2 separate regions of the Ovis aries genome follow, and region 1 is linked to region 2. The links are chromatin contacts, called in public Hi-C maps. All regions are on one chromosome and are shown on one strand. The core of a region is the stretch at or near the end of the contact, and the rest is flanking DNA. Distances in the headings are between cores, read along the strand shown.

Region 1 (4,452 bases), core at 525-3,024, 270 kb before region 2:
TAACAAGTTCTTAGGTGATGCTGATGATCCAAGGACCACGCTGTGAGAACGGTGGGACTAAAGCAACAAAGGATGTGCCTGGAGACACACTACCTCAAGAGCTAAAGCAACCTGGTGACAACCAGAAAGAACATCTAAGGGGGTGTTAAGTGGTGAAGGCTCTGATTCCCTCTACCCCAACAGATTCTCAATACCGACTAAAACAAATGTATACCGCATGGGTTAAGCCACATAAAACCTAGTGAGACATAAGAAAACATAGTGGAGAACTTGCGATGGGAAGCTGAGAGCACCCAGGACTGGAAAATGTGAAAGTTCTGTCAATACATACGTTAAAAAAGAAAAATTAAGTAATTCATTCCAAGGAGAGAACTGCTCCATGCGTTTTTTAATCTTGGAGAATAACAGTATACTTACTATACATATTGTCTGGTCTACACTTCAGTTTTCTACACCAGAATACACACTTTGAGGACAGGATAGTGACATGCTTGACCCTGTGTCCAGAAACCTCACCAATAAATGTTTAATGGATAACCTATCTTTAAGGCCTAGTTTTAAGCTCACAATCTTCCTGTGAGGTAGGCAAAAGATTTCCATGTTGGGCTCAGAGAGGAGAAATCACTTCCCAAGCGGAGCCCATTCAGTAAGAGAGCCTCCTATATCTACAACCACAGTCTTGTGAGAGAAACTTCTGAAAAAGGAGTAAAAAAAAAAAAAACATTTCAGCGACTACTCTTTGACACTTAACACCAGTGACTTCACTGAACACAAATGAATCTAGGCAAGGTCAAGTGAAACAGTATTAGCCGGTTGACCTGTGGCATTAGGATCTAACAGAATCTTTCAGCCAGTGATGAAATACAAAATAAGGGTGCCGGTTCTACGAAAATGTACCTTAATTAACTGCATACTCAAGCCTGCAAATCACTGAGCTAGAGAAAAGGAAGAAAGGCTGATGTTTGTGCATTCATACCATTCCTGCTTACTTACCCGGTTTTCTCCGGTGTTCTTAACATACTGAGATTTGTTACTGTTGTGCTTAAAGGAGTCTCATCTTGGGAAATACAGGGTCGAGGCTGTAAAACCGGTACTGGGTCCCCAAGTTTAGAGTGCCGTTGGGCTAAGCCGCACAGAGCAAGGATGGGGCGGGGAGCCGAACCCACGTGGACATCCCTCAGAAAGCTTCCTATACTGCCCCAAGCGGTCTCCTCGCTGCTGAGATTTGAAAAGCACCTTTTGTTTTTCTCTCGTATTTGGAAATGCGAAGCTGCAGCCCTAGCAGCCTCACGCCCAGCCTGCCCTCCATGAGCCCAAGCCGCCTCCGCTGACCTTGGTGTCCACGTCGGCCAGGCAGTCCCGGCGGAAGCTGTCAAATAGACCCCGGCTCTTGAGTTGCTCCACGATGAGCGCGATGAGCTGCGGGTCGCCCGGGGGCAGTGAGGCCGGGTTGATGGGGCCGCCGCCCCCGCCGGCCCCGCCGCCGCCCGCCGCCGCCCCCGCCGAGGCCGGGCCCGCGCCGCCGCCGCCCACCGCGCCGGTGCCCCCTCCGCCCCCGCCGTCAGCCATGGCTGCGCGCCGGGCCCGCCAAGGGGCCCGAGTAAGGCTTCCTCTCAAGAACAGAGGGCCTAGGTCGTGGAGAGGTGGCGGAGGGGCCTGAAAAGGAGAAGGCGGCGGCGGCGGCGGGGACGCAGGAGGAAGGCGCGGCGCCGGCCTCCCCAGCGGCCGCAGCAGTCTCTCAGGTAGCCGAGCTGCTGCCGGAGGCGGCGGAAACCGCCCGCCGCGTCCCGGACGCTCTACGGATGACGTCACCGCCGATCTTTGCATTGTGGGGCGGGAGGTCTTCCGGCAGGCAGCTCCCGCTCTCTTATAAGCAGAGGTCTGGCGGATGGAAACTACATCTCCCGGCAGGCTCCGGGCTCGCGTCTCCAGTTGCGGGAAAGAATGGGACTTGTAGGCGTAGGCCCTAGTTATTGCTGCAGCGTGGGCTGGCCTTCCTCGCCCTCACCCGGTACTGCCCCCTTGCTCTAAATCTGCTCATTCCCAGAGTACCTGATTATAAGAATCGTCTGCTAGGCTTGATTGAATGCATAGATTAACAGGTTTGTCCCTTAGAGCTTCTGATTCAGTATTTCGAGGTCGTGGCCTCGGAATCCGTGATTTTAATGTATATTCCCACGCCCTTGAGCAACAAATATCATCTGGGAAATGTGGTAAGCAGTGGACTAGTCACATTTCTTTTATTCAAACATTGTGGGTTTTATTTCCCCTTCTGATTTTAGTAGAAATACATACTTATTTTAGAAAATTGAAAAATAACAGAAAATTTTGCTGTAAAAAAGTTCCCTGATTTTGTGTGTGTGTGTGTGTGTGTGTGTGTGTGTGTGTGTATTTCTTTCCGGATAGTTTTTTTTTTTTTTGTCTTGCTTGGTCTGACTCTTTGCAACACCCAGGGACTGTGGCTTGCCAGACTCCTCTCTCCATGGAATTTTCCAGGCAAGAGTACTGGAGTGGGTTGCTATTTCCTTCTCCAGGGGATCTTTGCCACTCAGGGAACAGAACTCTCATTTCCTGTGTCCCCTGCTTTGGCAGGTGGATTCTTGACTACTGAGCCACCTGGGAAGCCTATAATAATAATAAATGAATGTTGAGTAATTGGAATATTACAGGCATGATACCAAGTACTTTACATACACTACCTCACAATCTAAAGAGCAGTTATTATCACTATTTTGCAGATCCAAAAATGGAGGCACAGAGTTTGTTACCCTGATCACCTAGCTAAAGGTGGAAGAGGAGGGGCTGAAGTCAGGTCTCCTAAATCCAAATCTTGGCCACGTTTAATCTAAGGTGTACTACATTTTATGAGCTGCTGCTGCTGCTGCTGCTGCTAAGTCGCTTCAGTCGTGTCCAACTCTGTGCGACCCCATAGACGGCAGCCCACTAGGCTCCTCTGTCCCTGGGATTCTCCAGGCAAGAATACTGGAGTGGGTTGCCATTTCCTTCTCCAATGCATGAAAGAAAAAAGTGAAAGTGAATTCACTCAGTCCTGTCCGACTCTTAGCGACCCCATGGACTGCAGCCCACCAGGCTCCTCCATCCATGGATTTTCCAGGCAAGAATACTGGAGTGGGTTGCCATTTCCTTCTCCAATGCATGAAAGTGAAAAGTGAAAGTGAAGTCGCTCAGTCGTGCCCAACTCTTACTGACCCCATGGACTGCAGCCTAAGCTGACATCAAAGGTAAGGCTTTTTTTCTCAATTTTTTTTGTAGCTACAATTCACCATTGGAACTGCCACCACTATCCTCCCTTCCTTTCAGCTTTTGCCTGTTACTAACTGAACTCTTACCCATAACGTAGGTATTGTTATTTCCTCATCTTCCATAAGCAGTGAAGGGTATGTAAATAATAAATTCTTCAATATCCTTGGCTCCTAAGAAGAGAAATAATAGACATTTCTCTATTATGGATGCTCTCCTCTCCAACATTTCCCATTTAAAAGCATTTAGCCCTTAAAATGAATATTGGGGTGTTACAGTTTACACTCATCCTTTAACTCAAGTTCAGTCTTCCTCAAAGGTTAAGTTAACCAACATTATCTCTTAATACTTCAGCCATCCTGGGGATTTCCTAATGACTATTTCTCCTAATTGTTCCCACGCTTATTACCCACTTTTAGCCCCAGGAGAGGCCTGGGTTCAGGCTGCCTGGGCCCCCAGGTTCATTCTTCTCTAAACTCTGATCACTTTGACCAGCCTCTTCTCCATTTTGACAGGCACACCTTACTCTCTTTCTTCAGGGTAAACTTTTCTGACCTTCTGGCCTAATTGGTCTGTCTCACTTTTATAGACTCCCAGAGCCTCTTTCTTGTAACAATTATTTTAATTGAGAGTGAATAATTTATAGGTTAATTGGCCACCTGTTCCCACTGCTAAAGTTTTAGAGCCAGGACCACAGCTTGCTGTTCATCACCATGTTTCCAGCCCATAGCTCAATACCTAGCTGAAAGTCGACGTATACATTTTGGTCTGTTTCCTATAATCATGGAATAAAGTCAGAGAGACTGTCTGTGTTGGGGGTGGGTGGAGGAGGGTGTCATGTGTAGCCACCACTTGCAGAAAAAGCAGGGGATGATGGCTTAATCCATCGTTACCAAATGGGTACGTGATCCCGGAGCCTGACAGCAAATGGTTTAATTGTTTGTCAGCCTCATGAGGACCTTGTATCATATCCTAGTTGCTAGAATTCTGAACTGTGGAAACAGGTTGAATCTTATAGCTGTGGCCTTATGTCTGGAATCACTATAAATGGGTTGTGGTGGGGTCAAGGGGATCAGGAGAAAGTAATCAAGACTTGTGCAGTTGCTAAGTTGTGTTTGACTCTCTGTGACCTCATGGACTGCAGCACCCCAGACTTCCCTGTCCTTCACTATCTCCCAGAATTTGCTCAAA
Region 2 (3,987 bases), core at 169-2,668:
TTTCTACTAAATGAAGATACTCACTATTCAACATCTTTAGAACCTTTGCTGAGAGCAAGGCGTTAATTTAGGTCCTGATGGTGGTCATGTACAAAGACAAGGAACCCTTGAATAGCAAATGAATAACCTAAATGATGACAGTTTGAGAGACGTTAGCCCCAAACCAAATGGCAGACCTGAAAAAAGGATTCAGGAAGAATATCACTGTAGTTGGTTTGTTCACTCTTTTTTTTCAGCATCCATTCGCTAATGATTCCTATCTATCAATACAAGGTCCTCTCCTCAAAAAGCCCACAGGTGACCACAGGTCCAGGAGACATAAGCAACCATTACAATAGAGGGTGACAAGCATGAGAAATATACTGGGCCATGGACATCCATTTAAGAGGGATTTCAGAAGACAGAGTTGGTAGCTTTTGATCCGATTCCTAAAACTAAATTAGAGTTTACCAGGTGGAGGAGAGAGGAAATGGAAGGTAAAAAGGAACTGAGATTACATTTGGAGGAGCTTGTTGTGGGGCGTTTGGAGGAGATGAGATGTTAAGATATACTGCCCCTAGAGTGCAAAACACTTGAATATGAGGATAAAAAGTTTGGTCTTTTTCAAGGAGGTAGTGGGCAGTCGTAGAGAGAGCAGAACAGGTGAGGATCCTGGTTAAGATTCTTCATTTTGGAAATGTGCCCCTAATAAGCGGGTAAGGTACATTAGAGCGGGTGGGGATAAGGAGGGCTTGGCCACGGACGCCGCAGCTGTATCTTTGTGCCTGAAACACTGCACCGGACGGGAGCCTAAACCAAGCAGGAGGAGTGGGGGTTGGGGGATGGAAGGTGAAGGGAGAGTCCCGCGTAAGATCCACTTTCAGGACAAGCACATACGCAATTCTAGACACCTTACAGCAGCTGGTAAAACCCGCCTCCTCTTCCAGATCCCTCCGGGGCGGAGCTCGAGCCAAAGCACGAGATGCCTGGGGAACCACGTTTACTCTGGGCAGTCCTCCCGATCATCCGCGGTTTCATGGGTAGCCAATCCAATCTCCTACTCCTGGACTCTTTTCCACAGTGCTAGGAAAATCCGTTTTCTTCCGCGCGCCCCTGTACGCTCCTCCTGCAGAGCGTGGTTAAGCGAAATAAACAGCGCAGTAGTCCTTTGCCCACACTAAAGATGGCGACTCGCTGGGTTCCCTCTGGGTAGTAGAGCGAGTTCCAGGCTCCAGGCCTCACTGGGCGAGGCACAGACGGAAGGGGCGTCTCTCGACGTAACTTTTCGACCTTCCTGGGAGGGCACCTGGGTTGTGGGCGTGGCCTTATCTGAATTCTAGCAGCTTATTGGCCTTTAGGCAGGTGGGCGGGGTGTCTGGCCTAACCCACCCCTCCCTTCTCGAACCGGAAGTGTCTCTCGGTCTTTCCAGCTGGTTGTCATTTCACTCGGCTAGGTCCTGAGGAGAAGGACTCAGCCGCGGCTGCTGGACCCGGGCACCGGGAGGCGGCGGCGGCGGCGGCAGCGGCAGCAGCAGCGGCGGCGGAGGCGACAGCAGAAGAGGAAGAGGAGGAAGAAGGAGAGAAGAAGAGCCAGGCGGAGTTCGCAACTACGACGGCGGGGACTGCGGGACCGGGGTAAAGCGGCGGCGACGACGACGGCCCAGCAACCGTGAGGAGAAACAAAAGCCTTCTAAATTATAGTTAAAAAAAAAATCTGGGGGCAAAAAGAGAGAGAGCAAAGGGGGGAGGACCTTCTTTTTTAGAACAACTAAGCTAGTGGGGTTTTCTTTTTTCCCTCTCCCTCCCCCCCCGCACCCCCCAAGCCCCATCCCCCCACCCCCCCCTCCCCCGCGGAGAATCGAACTGAGAGAACTGAACAAACCGCTCCTGGGTCCCATGAGGGAAAAAAACCCCGGAGCCGCAGAGAGGGGAAGAGGCCGAAACCGCAGGACCTTCCAGGTCGCCCCCTTGGTCCCCGCACCCCCGGGCCGCCAGCTCGTCCTCGTCGAGTCTCCCTAATCCATCCTGATCGCGACACCCCCACGAGGGAGAAACGGGTGTGTTTCCAAACCATTTCATGGGGGAGAGAAGGCCAGGGGGAGCCCAGGAACAGCGACCGCAGCAAGATCTGCACCCAGAGCTTCAGGAACAGCCCCAGAGGCCAAAACTGCACCCCGTGAAAGAGCAGAAACAGGATCAGGAAGAGCAGAAACCTCCCTGCAATCATCTTTCCATTAGTCAATGCTGATTTCCTCTCCCGCAACCAGGAATTTGCCCCCCACCCCAGATAACCTAATATAATCTATCTATATATAAATATATAATATATAATGTTCTTAAATTATTCCTGATTTTTTTAACCAAGCTGCCAAGAAAAGAACCTATTCTCCTCTTAGCCCTATTCTAATTTTTATGTGAGTGAATCTAAACTGCTGAAGAAGACCATATGTGATTGTTAAATTATATATATATATATTTTTACTCCTCGCAATGCTTATTCTTCTACATCCATAGATGCTTGAGAAGCTGTGTTTTTGTCATTCATGTACGTTTTCCTTTGGAAAAAGAAAGCGCCTATTTTACTAACCAAAGACTTGATTTTTGCCCTCTTCGTTTTTATTCCCTCCTAGAAATAAGCCTAGTTGGATTCATGTCAGTGTTTTAAGATTGCTTTTTTTTTTTTTTTAAGTTTTTTTTTTTCTTTCAGAGACCAGAATTCCAAATCTGAACTATTTAGGGTGATAAGCTGCATCTTTGAGCTAGCTAAAAATAAGACGTTTCAAACAAGCAACTTACATTTGGAGTAGAGGATACAAAGGCTTGAGATACCAGGTTGTTTTTTATCTTAAGATTCTGAGCCTAAAAATAATAAATGGGGGATTACGGGTTTGGAGTGCTAGTGCAAAGCAATACTGGGAATAAATCTGCTTTTCCAGTCAGATTCCATCCACATCTGCAGCCTCCACACCATCACCAAAATGCCACCCCCAGCCCTGCTGCTTTTATAAATAATAACACAGCTGCCAATGGCAGCAGTGCCGGGTCAGCTTGGCTCTTTCCTGCTCCGGCTACCCATAACATTCAGGATGAGATCTTGGGATCAGAAAAAGCAAAAAGTCAGCAACAGGAACCGCAAGATCCTTTGGAAAAGCAGCAGCTCTCCCCCAGTCCAGGTCAGGAAGCTGGAATATTGCCTGAAACTGAGAAGACTAAATCTGAAGAAAATCAAGGGGACAATTCTTCAGAAAATGGCAATGGGAAGGAGAAAATAAGAATTGAATCACCAGTGTTGACAGGGTTTGATTATCAAGAAGCCACGGGGCTAGGTACTTCTACCCAACCCTTGACATCAAGCGCATCGTCTCTCACTGGTTTCAGTAACTGGTCAGCAGCGATAGCGCCTTCCTCCTCTACAATCATCAATGAAGATGCAAGTTTCTTTCACCAGGGAGGGGTCCCGGCTGCTTCGGCTAATAACGGTGCTCTGTTGTTTCAAAATTTCCCCCATCATGTCAGCCCTGGCTTCGGAGGCAGCTTCTCTCCTCAGATTGGGCCTCTCTCACAGCACCACCCTCATCACCCTCATTTCCAACATCATCACAGCCAGCATCAGCAGCAAAGGAGGTCTCCTGCCAGTCCCCATCCCCCACCTTTCACACATAGAAATGCTGCTTTTAACCAGCTGCCTCATTTGGCGAATAATCTTAACAAGCCCCCTTCTCCGTGGAGCAGCTACCAGAGTCCCTCTCCTACACCGTCTTCTTCCTGGAGCCCAGGAGGTGGTGGATATGGTGGCTGGGGAGGTTCCCAAGGCCGAGATCACCGTAGGGGGCTGAATGGAGGAATAACGCCCCTGAACTCCATCTCGCCTTTGAAGAAAAATTTTGCAAGCAATCATATTCAGCTCCAGAAGTATGCTCGCCCCAGCTCTGCCTTTGCTCCTAAATCCTGGATGGAAGATAGCTTGAACAGGGCTGACAACATTTTTCCTTTTCCGGTAAGATTATG

Evidence for each region. Hi-C and Micro-C count contacts between places; a contact is called where the count stands out from the background.
Region 1: a contact with region 2 is called in a Hi-C map of mixed tissues, with 3 times the contacts expected there. The contact joins the promoter of BOD1 here to the promoter of CPEB4 in region 2. A contact is called at or near these places in 2 of 16 Hi-C or Micro-C datasets (mixed tissues and skin fibroblasts).

What each region holds. Positions count from the first base shown.
Region 1 is chr16:5,499,107-5,503,558 of ARS-UI_Ramb_v3.0, forward strand. BOD1 (biorientation of chromosomes in cell division 1) reads right to left here and starts at 1,775. Exons shown (of 4, transcript XM_012097204.4): 1 at 1,333-1,775. The coding sequence starts at 1,569. It overlaps LOC121816792 (a long non-coding RNA gene), which reads left to right and starts at 1,954. Exons shown (of 3, transcript XR_006056484.2): 1 at 1,954-2,213; 2 at 2,739-3,242.
Region 2 is chr16:5,768,406-5,772,392 of ARS-UI_Ramb_v3.0, forward strand. CPEB4 (cytoplasmic polyadenylation element binding protein 4) reads left to right here and starts at 1,419. Exons shown (of 10, transcript XM_060400575.1): 1 at 1,419-3,976. The coding sequence starts at 2,852.